Regions from separate parts of the Mus musculus genome. Here region 2 is linked to region 1. Evidence: chromatin contacts called from public Micro-C data. All regions are on one chromosome and are shown on one strand. The core of a region is the stretch at or near the end of the contact, and the rest is flanking DNA. Distances in the headings are between cores, read along the strand shown.

Region 1 (6,782 bases), core at 1,368-3,867:
ATGGTGGCTCACAACCATCCGTAACGAGATCTGACGCCCTCTTCTGGAGTGTCTGAAGACAGCTACAGTGTACTTACATATAATAAATAAATAAATAAATCTAAAAAAAAAAAATAATAATAATAAAAAAAAAGAGGTCCTGAGTTCAAATCCTAGTAACCGCATGGTGGCTCATAACCATCTGTAATGGAGCCCAACAACCTCTTCTGGTGTGTCTGAAAACAGCAACAGTGTACTCATATACATACAATAAATAAATATATCTTTAAAAAAGAAAAACAGTTGTGGAACAATTTTCTATCATACATCAAAAGTACACTTAGAGATATCAGGTAGACTAAAGGGTGTCCAGTCGGTCAATCCCTTGGAGCCAGGCAGTAGTGGTCCAGGCATTTAATCCCTGTACTCTGGAGGGAGGCAGGTAAACTTCGGAGTTTTTTGAGGCCAGCCTGGTTTACAGAGTGAGTTTCAGAACTGTCAAGGTTCCACAGAGAAAACAAACAAACAAAACAAACAAACAGAAGATCCAGTGAGCTCTCAGTAAGAGACCATCTCAAAAAAATAAAGGGGAGCTGGGCCTTTCTTTAATCCCAGCCTCAGGAAGCTGAGGCAGGTGGATCTCTGTGAGTCTGAGGACATCTGATCCACTTAGCCAGTTCCAGGACAGCCAGGGCTACACAGTGAGACCCTGTCTCAAAAAAACAAAAACCAAACCAAAAATGAAGTGGAAAAAACAATGGAGGAGAGGCAACATCAGCCTCAAACCCATACCCCCTCTCCAGGAACATGTACATATAGTGACAAGTTCCAAGGAAATAAAGATGGCTGAACTGTTTGTCGCCTAGTGGTTTGCAAGCTGAGTTCTGAGGCCTTTTCCACTGGCTTAAAATGTTTACTAGACCAAACTCGTCATCTCCCTCCTTCAAGAAAAGAATGGACTTATTTTTGCTCACAGTTTGAAGGGAAACAGCTCACACTGACAGGGACAGCAAGAGGGAGCTGCAGCAGGTCTCAGGAAGATCGGAGTGAAGGCTGAGGAAGGAGGCCAGTGGCGAACACATTGGGACTGTAGTCCTCAGGCAAGGTGTTATCAGGACACAGAACACACTCGCATACAGGAGAATAAAATGTAAGGTCTCTTTACAAAAACAAGGGCAGAGTTCACGGGAGCTAACAAGGAATAAGAGAGAAACCCAGACTGAGCAGGTGAGGTGTCCTGTATTACGTCTGCTTGTGCTTGGTCTTTAGTAGACAGACACCAAGGGCTCTTGGGACCGGACAATGAAAGCTAGGTAATAATACTTTGATTGCATTTTCTCATCTTTTAAAAGTTTAAGAAAATGTGGAGGTCAGTCAGTGTCATGAGGCACGCTTTTTTCTTTTTCTTAAGATTTATTTATTTATTATATGTAAGTACACTGTAGCTGTCTTCAGACACTCCAGAAGAGGGCGTCAGATCTTGTTACAGATGGTTGTGAGCCACCATGTGGTTGCTGGGATTTGAACTCTGGACCTTCGGAAGAACAGTCGGGTGCTCTTACCCACTGAGCCATCTCACCAGCCCCATGAGGTACCATTTTAATCCCACCCAGCACTCGGGAGCCAGAGGCAGGTGAATCTCCGAATTTGAGGCCAGCCTGGTCTACAGAGTGAGTTCCAGGACAGTCAGGCTACACAGAGAAGCCCTGTCTTGCACAACAAACAAAACAAAAAATGTAGAGGTCAAAGGAGTGAGTTATCTCCTTCTGGAGTGGGACCAGGGAATGGAACTTGTGGCAGGTGCTGTCACAGGCTGAGACATTTTACTGGTGACTAGAATTACAGCTTTAAAAGATCTATCCACCTTTGTCTCCTGAAGATTAAAGTGAACACCACTACAACCGGCCACCTGTCTGTTTTTTTTGTTTTTTTTTGTTTTTGTTTTTTTTTTTTTGAGACAGTGTTTCTCTGTATAGCCCTGGCTGTCCTGGAACTCACTTTGTAGACCAGGCTGACCTCGAACTCAGAAATCCGCCTGCCTCTGCCTTCCCAGTGCTGGGATTAAAGGCATGTACCACCATGCCCGGCTTTTTATGTTTGTTTGTTTTCTCTACCTGCCTGTTTGATGTTGGCGCAGGATCTGAACTCATACCTCCAGTTCACCCAGTTTACCCAGGTGCCACATTGCCAGACCACACTTTGTTTATTGTGGCTTGTGGCTGGAATCTAAACTCAGCTTTGTGCGTGCTACATGAATGTGTCTCCCAGCCCTGTAAATACTTCTGAGACAGGCACTCACTGTGTAGCCCATGCAATCCTGAAACTCTTAATCCTCCTGCCTCAACCTTCAGTATGCTTACATTATAGGCACAAACTATACCTACTTTGAATTTTCTTTTACTTTCCTTTTTCAGCTTCTTGAGACAGGGATTCTCTGTATAGCCCTGGCTGTCCTGGAACTAGCTGTTGACCAGGCTGGCCTCGAACTCAGATTTGCCTGTCTCTGCTTTTTTTTTTTTTTTAAATTGGGGGGGAGGGGGTCTGAGACAGGGTTTCTCTGTGTAGCCTGGACTGTCCTGCCCTCAAATTTAGAAATCCGCCTGCCTCTCTCTCCCAAGTGCTGGGATTAAAGGCATGCGCCACCACTGCCTGTCTGTCTCTCAACTGCTGGAATTAAAGGTGTGTGCCTCCGCCACTGCCACCACCACCACCACCACCACCACCACCACCACCACCACCACCACCTTTAAAAAAAATCCCGTGGTAAAGGTGTGCCTGTTGGCTTGTGCCTATAATCCCAATACTGTGGAGATGAAGGCAGGAGGGTCACTTTGAGTTTGAGCCCAGCATGGGCTACCATAGCAAGTTCTAGTCTAGCCAGGCTCAGAATGAGGTTGTTTCAGAAACACAAAGAGGAGTTGGCAAGATGGCTAGGGGTAAGGGTTTTTGCAACAAAGCTAGATGAGCTGAGTTCAAATCTCCCCTCCTCACAGCAGGAGGGGGCAAATCAGTGCCCACAGTTGTGGTCAGACCTCCACATACACACCGTGGCATGTATATATCTATACATATAAAGTGTAATACAAATTTTCAAAACTCCTATGGCTACCTGAATTCCTGGAATTCTTTTTTTTTTTTTTTTTTTTCCTTTTTGAGGCAGGGTTTCTCTGTGTAGTCCTGGCTGTCCTCGAACTCAGAAATCTGCCTGCCTCTGCCTCTCAAGTGCTGGGATTAAAGGCGTGCCCCACCACCGCCCGGCCGAATTCCTGTAATTCTGAGGCACAGAGAAACTTTAGTTTCCTTTCAAGAAAGCTGAAAGAACCAGGCCAACAAATTCACATTGACATTTTTATTAACGCCAACTGTTTTTTAATTATTATTTTTTAAAACAATAGCACAAAAATGTTTCAAGGAAGCAGTCTCACAATCTGATGACCTTCCAAAATACATTAAGCCACACCAAATATGAATTTCTGTTAACACAAAATAAAAGGATTCAGAAAAAAATAAAAGGAAGAGAGAAGAAAAAGGGGTGGGGGAAAGGGCTGAGACTTAGTAAAAACACACTGGGTTAGGTGGCGGGGCTTGTTAGTGAGCACACTGGCGACACAGCGGTGCAGCGGACATCTGGGCCCCACAGCAGTCCCCACTGGCCCCTCATATGCACAAGTGGTGAGCCAGGCTCACTGATACTGATCGGAAGAGGTGCAGCATTTGGCCTGTCAGGTAACCGGACAGTTTTGAGCAGAAGGCCTAGCTGATAATCTTTATTTCTACTCTTTCACCTCTTATGCATGTCAGGGTTCCTTGAAGGTTATCATAGGAAATAAAAGCATATCAGCTCCTCTTATTTAATGTGGCCATCAAAGATGTTTCTGTTATCTAAGGACAGGTCAGGGCTGGGCAGAACTAAAGGGAGAAGAACCCGGGAAGGGAGGGAGGGTGTGTTTTTTTTTTGTTTTGTTTTGTTTTTTAAAGCTTTTCATTACTTTTTGGGGGGTTGGGGATCACACAGAAGGGAGGCAGGGAGGGAACTACAATCCTTGGTTCAGATTGAGTTATACAGGAAAAGATACCTTCCTGGTCGGTTCCCATGCCAAAAAGGAAAAAGAAAACCCACTTATAATTCTGCACAGGCTCCACTATGTGAGCCAGCTATCAGCCTTTTGGTCAGCATCCCCAGTGATGGACATACCCGGCTTGTCAGGCTGCAGACACCCACTTCACAAAACCCTCTTCCCTCTTCCCCCAAAGCCTCTTTCCTTCTGGTAGGCTATAAAACAATATCCGTCACTAACAGGAGAGTGTTCAACACTTTGACCATGACAGGCTTCAGGAAGTTTCACAGTTTCGTTATGCTCTAGTTTATTACTATCATATTTACATTTTTATTTTATTTTTTATTTTATTTTATTTTATTTTTTTGCTGAACTGCTGATTTTCCTTTTTCAATAGAATTTAATTCTGGAGTGTGAGCAGGGACCTACTACATTCATTGTCCAACCCCCACTGGTGTAAGACTCCAGATTCTTGGCATGTGAGTCAGCTGTTTGGTAGCTCCACCTCATCCCTGCAGAGAGGCAGTGAGGCCCAGGTGCGGAGGAGGCCTCACACCGAGGGTGGGGAGGTTTTCCGCTGAAGGAGGTACTGGTGAATGCTGTCAGCATCTCGCTTGAGCCAAGCAGCATTCAACAGGATATTTTCACAACACTGCTGGATGGTGCGCTCAGCTGAAGGAGCTGGGTGACTCTCGAAGAAAGCCTGGTGTGAAAACAATCCGGAATGCAGAATCACCGTTAGCAACAGTAACAAGTTAACACTGGGACTGCTAAAAGCATCATGTGGACTAACTGACTCATCAGCCTCCATCATGAGAATTGACCATTGCCAACATAGGCTAAATGAGCAACTCCTCCAGCAGACCTGTAAGAATCCTTCCTTAGCAATCGAAAACCTAATCAAAAACTGATAGAGGCTGAACCTGCTTTTTAAAATGCTAATTATCTACCAGTGTGTCCAATTCATGGCCCGGGCAAAAGCTACATACAGCTGTGCTTGCAGATATGAATAGAGCCCAGTTTATGACATAACCCTACTGAAGCCATCCGGTTTACTTAATGACTGTGCAGTTCTTTTTTTCTCCATAAAATATCTTAAGTAGGCAGACCAAAAACATTACTCCAAATATAATAAATATATTTAAAAATTTAGATTTTTATATTCTGTTTCTCAAATAGCCTCCAAAGTCTGGGCTATTTTATACTTTAAGACCAGCTACATTTCCAGTTCTCAGATGCCACTTGTGGCACCCAAGGCTTTCCTTAGAAAAAGAAAAGAGCAAGGCAGGACCCTCTGGAGCATGGCATGTTCAGGCCCCTCTACTCTCCTCAAGTCTATTTGACTGTCTTTTCCCTCACTTCATTCAAAATCTAACCTAGTTTTGCTTTGGTTTTTTGTTTCTTTTTTTAAAGATTTGTCTGTATATGGGTATTTTGTTTGCATGTATGTCTGCACATGATTTGGATCCCATGAGATAATTATAGACAGTTATGAGCTGCCACGTGGGTGTTGGGAATTTTGAAGATTCTATTTAACTCACCCCACCACCACCCGAGACAGGGTTTTCTCTGTGTAAAGAGAAAACAGGCTGTCCTGGAACTCACTCTGTAGACCAGGCTGGCTTTGAACTCAGAAATCCATCTAACTCTGTCTCCTGAGTGCTGGGATTAAATGTGTGCACCACCAATTCCTGGCTTTGAAGATTCCCCGCCCCCCACCCCAAGACAGGGTTTCTCTGTGTAGCTCTGGCTGTCTTGGAACTCACCCTGTAGACCAGGCTGGCCTCCAAATCAGAAATCTGCCTGCCTCTGCCTCCCAAGTGCTGGGATTAAAGGCGTGCGCCACCACCGCCTGGCTGAAGGCTTATTTTTATTTAAGTATAAGTGTGTGCCTGTGAGTCCAGGAGCATTTCAGATGCCCTGGCGTTGGAGGCTGACATGGGTTCAGGAGACTGAACTCAGGTCCTTTGTAAGAATGGCTCTTAAACCCAGAGCATTTGTAGAGCCTCTAACATATTTGTGGCCTTTAGAGTGTCCCAAGGAGATATGGAGGACAGCTGGACAAGTCTTGGGTTCTCTACTTGCACCAAATGGATCCTGGAGATCCAATTCAGGTCATCAGGTTTGGCAAAAGCACTTTTCCTTGCTGAGCCATCTCTCTGGTCCTAACCTAGACTCGACAAAAGCCCTGACTCTCATTTTAACATTCTGCTGCTAGCATTTGGAAATGTCCCCTACCCTTACACTTCATATTCTGGAAACTTATTTCTAAGAGTTAAATGTATTAGGTCTCAGGCCCTCCACATGTCTAGAAATGAGCTCAGGTTGGCCTGTAGAAGGATTCCTGGGGATAGAAGCCAGCGTTCCTTGGGAAGCTGTGAACTGGGTTTTCTGTCCTCCAAAGGAGCCTTTCTTTGCTTCTGGCAGAGGCACATGGCTCCTGTGGTGTGAATGGGTTTGATGACTATTCCCTCAGTCATCAGAGAATACAAGTCTTTGGTGGGATTAGAAGGATTAAGAGGGGAAGCATGTCACTGGGGGAAAGTTTTGAGGTTTCAAAAGCCCAAGCCAGGCCTAGGGTTGTTGTCTCTCTTAGCCACTGTCTCATGTTCCCTGCCATAACAATAGCCCAAACCTGGGACACAGTAAGCAAAACCTCAGCTAAATGCTTTCTTTTATAAGTTGCCTTGGTCATGGTGTCTCCTCAGGGCAACAGAATTGTAGCTAACACTGCATATGAAAGTT
Region 2 (6,633 bases), core at 3,887-6,386, 200 kb after region 1:
AACTGGAAAGTAACTGTTGCTCAGGAAGGAATTGGAACACTACTCAGTGTTGCATAAAATCAAGGACCATCTTTAAAGATCGAGTGGGCATGATCAGGGTAGACCAGATGGTCTGGGAAAGCTCTGGTGATAAGGCTTGTAGGTGAGGGCGCTGTGACAGAGACTCAAGCTAAAGTACAGAGCAGAAATGTGTGGCAAGGTCAACAGCATCAGAGTCCTACTGGACCGCAGTCTTTGGACAGGTCTGAAGGCTAGGGAGAATGAGAGTGTGATGGAAGACAAAGCCAGCGTCAGCAGACACCTCTGGTCCTGGGGTCACCCATGGAGAATTTCTATACTCAGGTGCAAGCCAGACCTGCTCCAGAGCATGGCAGCCTCACCCTTTCTGTCCTGGGAACTTGTGTTGTGCTGTTCTTAGGAGCTTCGGTGTTCCAGTCACAACTGGCCTGACCCTTCCTCAGCAGGATGGGCCACAAAACAGCAGTGTGGGAGACAGCTCTAGGAGGAGGCATGGCCTGGCCCCAGGAGGCCTTGTTAGAAGGGAGTGAGCAGTTGAGCCTGTTGACTGGGGAAGGGAGGGAGCGAGGCGAGAGGGCATGGATGGGTCTTCATCTTTCGCAGATGGTGGGGCAGTGCTAATGGAAGTGCAGTCTGCAGGAGGAACTCAACTTGTCTTTGGTGGTTATGTGCCAGTCACAAACTGGGAAAGGCAGTCACTTTTAGAGACTAAAACTGCTGCAGTTTTCTAAGTTGTGGTTGGGGGTGTCGCTACTCCTAGATGCAGCCTATGTAACCTTCACTCGTTTATAACTGATCTACTGTAACCTTCCTCAAACGGGTATGTTATTGTAAGCTAGTGACAACTACTGCTGCAAGTTGTAGTTACTTGAAACGTGTGTCTGTGCTGGTAGTGCAGGCATGGGGGAACAGGAGCTTGGCTGTGGATCCACCTGTCCTGACTTGATCGTGGTTGTGCACCAAGTGACATACATGTGCATAGAAAGGTTTGGAAGTGTCTCAGCTCCTGTCTCTCCTTGTCCCACTGTCACTTGGACTAAGCCTCTGAGGCCAAGCAGGGTGTGGTGGGATGGCTACACATGCCCTGTGATGCATGTCCCCTGAGGACTAGGAAATGGTACAGCCCTAGAAGAGCCCCAGGGAGCCACCCTTTCAGCCTTGCCTCATGTCTCTAGGAGGGCATGGCCTGCTTGAAGCTCCAATCCCATGGGAAGTAGGGACAGGAAAAGCTTCCCTGGGTAGGAGCTTCCTTCCCTTCCTTGTTGCTTTTCTCTTACCTTTGAGCCCAGGAGTGAGAGGCCAAGTCGGCGAGATGGAAAGAGCCGTTCACAGGTCTAGAGTTTTGCGTAAGCGAGCGAGAAAGCGCCCTCATTTGTCCAAGTCTTGTCTGCAGTTGGGGTGTTAGGAACATCTCCACTGGCGGGGACTAGGGTTCGCTTTCCACTCTGATGAGAGAATGGCATGCCCACGTGTGGAGGGGATGAGCTCTGAGTTAGACATTTTCCCTATGGGAATCCTCTTGGTTTGGTTTGTGGGGCGAGGGGAGTGGATATGTGGTTTTTATTTGTAGTCATCAACACAGCTGTCCTTACACTGAACCTGTGCTATTGCATACATGTAGCCATCTTTCTTTTCACTGCAGCAGTGTTTATCGGTAGTTCAAAACGATTTATTTGCTCCTGGGGAGTAAAAACCTTTTTTATTAAAAAAGAAAAAAGAAAAAAAAAAAGAAAGAAAGAAAAGAAAGAAAGGTGTGCCCCATTATGATAGCTGTAGAATTGTTGGGCCACAAGAGTCACGTCTGCAAGTCCCCTGTGGTCCATCTGTTTTGGCACTGGAGCCCTCGTGCTCAGTACAGTGTGACAGGGGCCCTTCCTTGGAAACGTGGAGAACATTTTGGGAGTGAGGTTGGGTTGAATCACTGAGAGGGCTCTGGGGACAGAACTGCAGTTGAAAATAGAATACTGATTCTGTAATCTGCCAGAGAAAGGACCTTTCTTTACATACAGATTTCATGTGTCCTTGATCTTTCATTGCTTCCTGGTGTCCTGGATAGGGGTCACCTAGTTTCTTCTGGTGTCCCTCTTGTCTTTCCTGTCCTTTGTCCTGTCCCTTCCCACTTCATCTACCTCCCAGAAAGCCCACCCTGCATGCTGTTTGTGACATGCTTTCACTCATCCCATCTTCAGAGGGTTTTAGAGGGTCCCTGGAGTCGCTCCCTGCCCCACTGACCCCTCCTCATAGTGCCAAGAGGCAGCAAGGAGCAGACAAGCAGCCAGGCAGACAGCAACATTGAATCGCAGCTGGACTGTGACGGCAGCTGCTCCTGGAGACAGATAGGGAAAACAAGGCATTCTTCAGCCCACTTGCTGTGCTCTGTGGGCAGTGGGCTGATGCCACCACTCCTCCATCCCTGGTGCTCCCAAGAGGGACGGGCAAGAGCCAGGCACCGCTCTGGGCAGGCCAGACATGAGGATGCCTGCACAGGTGCTGCACTGGTGCTGCATAGCACAGGCACTGACCGCTGTGCATTCTGGTGGGTTTTCAGAAACTCCGTGCTGAGGGGTGTCATTCTGGACTCAGTGGTTGGAGTTTTTTTCACCACCGGGGAGCTGTACCCCCATAACCACTCTGTCCTGCTTAGCCACCCCTGCCCTCCAAGCCAAAGCGTGGCCTGGCTTTTGTCTTCCCATTTAGTTTCCCTACTTTATTCTCCCTTTTTTGTGCTTAATTTATTAAAATAGTTGCTGTATAATTTATTTTCATAAAGTATAAAAAAATAACTAAATGGTTAAAATAGACTTGCAGGCCAATCTTAAATGGGGGTGGGTCTGGGGTGGGATGGGGAGAGGGAAAGATGTTTTGATATAAACAAAACAAATGCACTTTGGGTGTGTTTTGGTATTTTTCTGGGCATAGAGGGGTGGGTGTTGGGATGTCCCTGTAGATTAGTTCCAGAGTGGGGTGTCTGTAAATACTGTACTAATAGGCATGTGTGACTCTTGTAAAGGGACATTAGTAGCTGCTGCAGGTCCTGTTTGGAAACTGTGTGTATAATTCCCGGTTTTTTGTAAGTGTCAGCGCGGGAGACATTTGACTCTTGTGTTTGTATCTCCTTTTTATGATTGCTGTACCGACCCATGTCTTTTTGGGGAGGGATGAAAAGAGATTTGAAATAAAAATGTTTAGAAATGATCTGTTACTTGGCTTTGTTTTTAGTCTCTCTCCTGACTCTTCACTCTCTGTCAGGCATGGGTCCCTGCACTGGCAGCCATGCAGAACACAGCCAGTACTGTCTCCAAAGCACGGTTGTTGGAAAATTCCTAAGACTGAAACAGGCCACTTCCCAGAGCTGCCCTAGGAAGTGCAGGAGCATTCCGGAGAACCTTGGGAAGGGTGGGCAGGTGCCCAGAGTCTTCCTGTCAGGGTGAGCAGTGGCTCAGGGTGGACTGGCACATTTTACTGTGGCAGCAACCATCCTGGTGAGGCTGGCTGTAAGGCTGGCTTGCTGCTTTTTCATTTTGCCCTCCCAGCTCCTGGGCAAGGCCTGTTGCTTTCCTTAATACCTCAGGTGTGTTCTGGGAACTACTTTAACCCCTATCTACCCTCTCCCTCTCTCTCCTTTTTTTTTTTTTTTAAGATTTATTATTTATAAGTACACTTGTAGCTGTCTTCAGACACACCAGAAGAGGGCGTCAGATCCCATTACAGATGGTTGTGAACCACCATGTGGTTGCTGGGACTTGAACTCAGGACCTTCAGAAGAGCAGTCCGTGCTCTTAACCGCTGAGCCATCTCTCCAGCCCTCCCTTCTCCCTCTTATCCTGCTTCCTGCTTGAGGGGCCATTGGGCTACCTGGAAATTGTCTGCAGGTTTCCTGCTGAATTCTCTGGGAAGCCACTTCCCTAAGTGAATCACAGGGGGACTTCTAGGAGTCTCCGTGTAGCCCTGGCTGTCCTGGGACTTGCTCTATAGGCCAGGCTGGTCTTGAACTCAGAGATCTGTCTGCCTCTGCCTCCATGAAGGTATGTGCCACCACCACCACCTGGCCAGGCAGTCCCCTTTTTATCCAAACAGTTTCAGCAATTTACCAAGAGCTCTTGCTTCCTGCTTCCTCCCTCCAATTCTTTTTTTTTTAAGATTTATTTATTATATGTAAGTACACTGTAGTTGTCTTAAGATACACCAGAAGAGGGCGTCAGATCTCGTTACGGATGGTTGTAGCCCCATGTGGTTGCTGGGATTTGAACTCAGGACCTTTGGAAGAGCAGTCAGCGCCCTTAACCACTGAGCCATCTCACCAGCCCCCCTCCCTCCGATTCTTAAAAAAACAAAAAAATTCCAGGGGCTGGAAAGAAGGCTCTGTAGCTAACAGCACTGTTCTTGCAGGGGACCCAGGTTTGGGTTCTCAGCACCCAAACCTCAGACATGGTGGCTCTCAGCCATCTGTAATTCCGAACCAGGGTGTTTGAGTCTTTCTTCTGGCCTCCACTGGACACCAGACACAGCTGGTACAGATACAGACTTGCAGACAAAACATTCATATAAGCCTTTAATGTGGTGGTGGTGGCGCACGCCTTTAATCCCGGCACTTGGGAGGCAGAGGCAGGCAGATTTCTGAGTGAGTTCCAGGACAGGCTACACAGAGAAACCCTGTCTTGAAAAAAACAAAACAAAACAAAAACAAAACATTCATATACATAAATCTTAAAAAATAAAATTCCTTCTAGTCAGGCATGGTGGCACATGCCTTTAATCCTAGCACTCGGGATGCAGAGGTAAGTGGATCTCTTATGACTTCAAGGCCAATCAGAGTTACACAGTGACTCCCTGTCTAAAAAACAATCCACCCCCCCCCCAAAAAAAAAAAAAAACCAACAAACTCCAAGCCACATGTGAGGGCCTGTGAAAAGGTTTAGCAGGTACGGTACTTGTTGCCAAGGCAACCTGAGTTCAATCCTTGGAATCTATACGATGGACTTGGCTGTGGTTGGCCAAACTGAACCAGGCAGTGAACCCTCAACAGGGAAGGGAATGCCGAGGAGGCATCCCGCTGGACGCAGGACAGGATCTTCGAGTCACCCGGTTCTGGGGCTCGGGCTGGAGGCGTGGCGACCGGGAGTCGCGGGGGTGAGGGTGGGGTCTACCACGAGGTTGCGAGGGAGGAAGAGTGGGCGTAGCCGAGTGCGCCTTTGAGCTGCTTCTGCCACCTAGTGGCTCTTCTGAGCCAGGCCACCCAGCTGCAGTTTGGTGAGGCTGGGATAAATATTCACAAACAGCATCTCCAGTCCTGGTCTGTGGCCGGATTTCTCCTTGGCTAGTTGGGGACCCTGGCTTGTCCCGAATCCTCTACCTGACGCGAGGGACAAAATCCTTTCTAAGATGCAGGAAGAGCCATGTTTTTTTAGACTCACTGGCGATGTATAGAGCTGAGACTGACAACCCTACCCTATGGTGGGTGCCACCCTCACTCCCCGACTTGACGATGGCCAATGACAGATGCTGGGACCCCTGCCCGGCTTGGTATCATCTTAGGATTCGGTGTAATTCTCTAAATATATGTTGTTCTGTGTCTCCTCCAGCCTCCCTCGCCTCCTCCTGGGGGGTGGGGGGGACACGTGCGGGGGGGGGGGGGATTTGCCCTCTTGTCTCTAAGATGACAAGAGACAGCAGGCACTGGAGACCTGCTGGAGAAGGCCAACAGGGCCTGTGCATCTATCTCCTGGGTCTCTTGTCCAGCCCTTGCCTACGGGAGAAGGCGGTTTGTACTGAAGTCTTCATTGCATCATGTCAGGGCAGATGCAAGGATTTGGGGAGGGGCTAGGAGGGTGAAGAGCTTCGGGAGGGATCCAGTGGTAGTCAGATGAAGGGGGCGGGGCTGGGGCTGGGCTGTCAGGCATCCAGGGACACCTGTGTACACTCTCTGGTGCCTGCCACCTTCCCCGACTGACACCCACTTCACTCTCCAGGCCTGGCAGCCTCAGCTGCACCCGACCAGATTGCATCATGCCTGGCTTTGTTCTCACAGACAGCAGGTGCAGGAGGAGCAGCCTCTTCCCTCTCATCCTTTCCACTCCCTCCCAGGCCACCCTCCTTTCTCCCTTCAGGGCTCTCTACTTGCTATTAGAGGGAAGAAGGCAGAGTAGGCTATACCACTGTGGTCCTCAAAAAAGCAACACCAGGTGGCATAGCAGAATATGGACTATCAGAATTAAATGACAAGGTCAGAACCGTTCTCTTGCTTCTAAAGCTAAAAATAACGAGCTGAATTAATTCAACCCTTGTAGGAAGTATGAATCGTATGTGGCTCATTCATGTGGACCTAGAACTTCCTGCCCCTATTTTTGTATAATCTTTTCTACAATCCTGTGAGATGGTGCCACTGTCACCTGTTTTGTGCCAGAGTGCAGAGAGGTGACAATACAAGAAGACCACAGGGCCACTCGGGCCCTTGGACTTGAATCTTGGTCTATTTTCTTTTAGACAGACTTAAAGGACGACCAAGAGATGGTTGGGAAATTCCATGCTGACTGAGCCTGAACATTTTCTTTAAAAGGAGTCTTGAAACTGGGAACAGTGACTCATGCCTACATTCCTAGCACTTGAAGCTGCAGG

What was found. A called contact is a pair of places that touch in the nucleus more often than the background predicts.
Region 2: a contact with region 1 is called in a Micro-C map of the HL-1 cell line, with 4 times the contacts expected there. The contact joins two enhancer-like sites. A contact is called at or near these places in 8 of 484 Hi-C or Micro-C datasets (the G1E-ER4 cell line, the HL-1 cell line, Sertoli cells and 2 more), 3 of 115 datasets of contacts at active chromatin or transcription factors (bone marrow-derived macrophages, embryonic stem cells and microglia) and 2 of 9 other capture datasets (adipose tissue and liver).

The regions. Positions count from the first base shown.
Region 1 is chr11:97,202,529-97,209,310 of GRCm38.p6, forward strand. Npepps (aminopeptidase puromycin sensitive) reads right to left here. Exons shown (of 23, transcript NM_008942.3): 23 at 3,314-4,740. The coding sequence ends at 4,588. Among named protein-coding and RNA genes, the nearest start is that of Kpnb1, 18 kb to the left of the region's middle. Within about 2 kb of position 2,618, at least 11 of the 459 cell types and tissues checked have an H3K27ac peak or open chromatin away from gene starts, as enhancers often do. A contact at or near this core is called in the HL-1 cell line, where this site is marked.
Region 2 is chr11:97,395,330-97,401,962 of GRCm38.p6, forward strand. It overlaps Socs7 (suppressor of cytokine signaling 7), which reads left to right. Exons shown (of 10, transcript NM_138657.4): 10 at 1-3,213. Among named protein-coding and RNA genes, the nearest start is that of Socs7, 36 kb to the left of the region's middle. Within about 2 kb of position 5,137, at least 84 of the 459 cell types and tissues checked have an H3K27ac peak or open chromatin away from gene starts, as enhancers often do. A contact at or near this core is called in the HL-1 cell line, where this site is marked.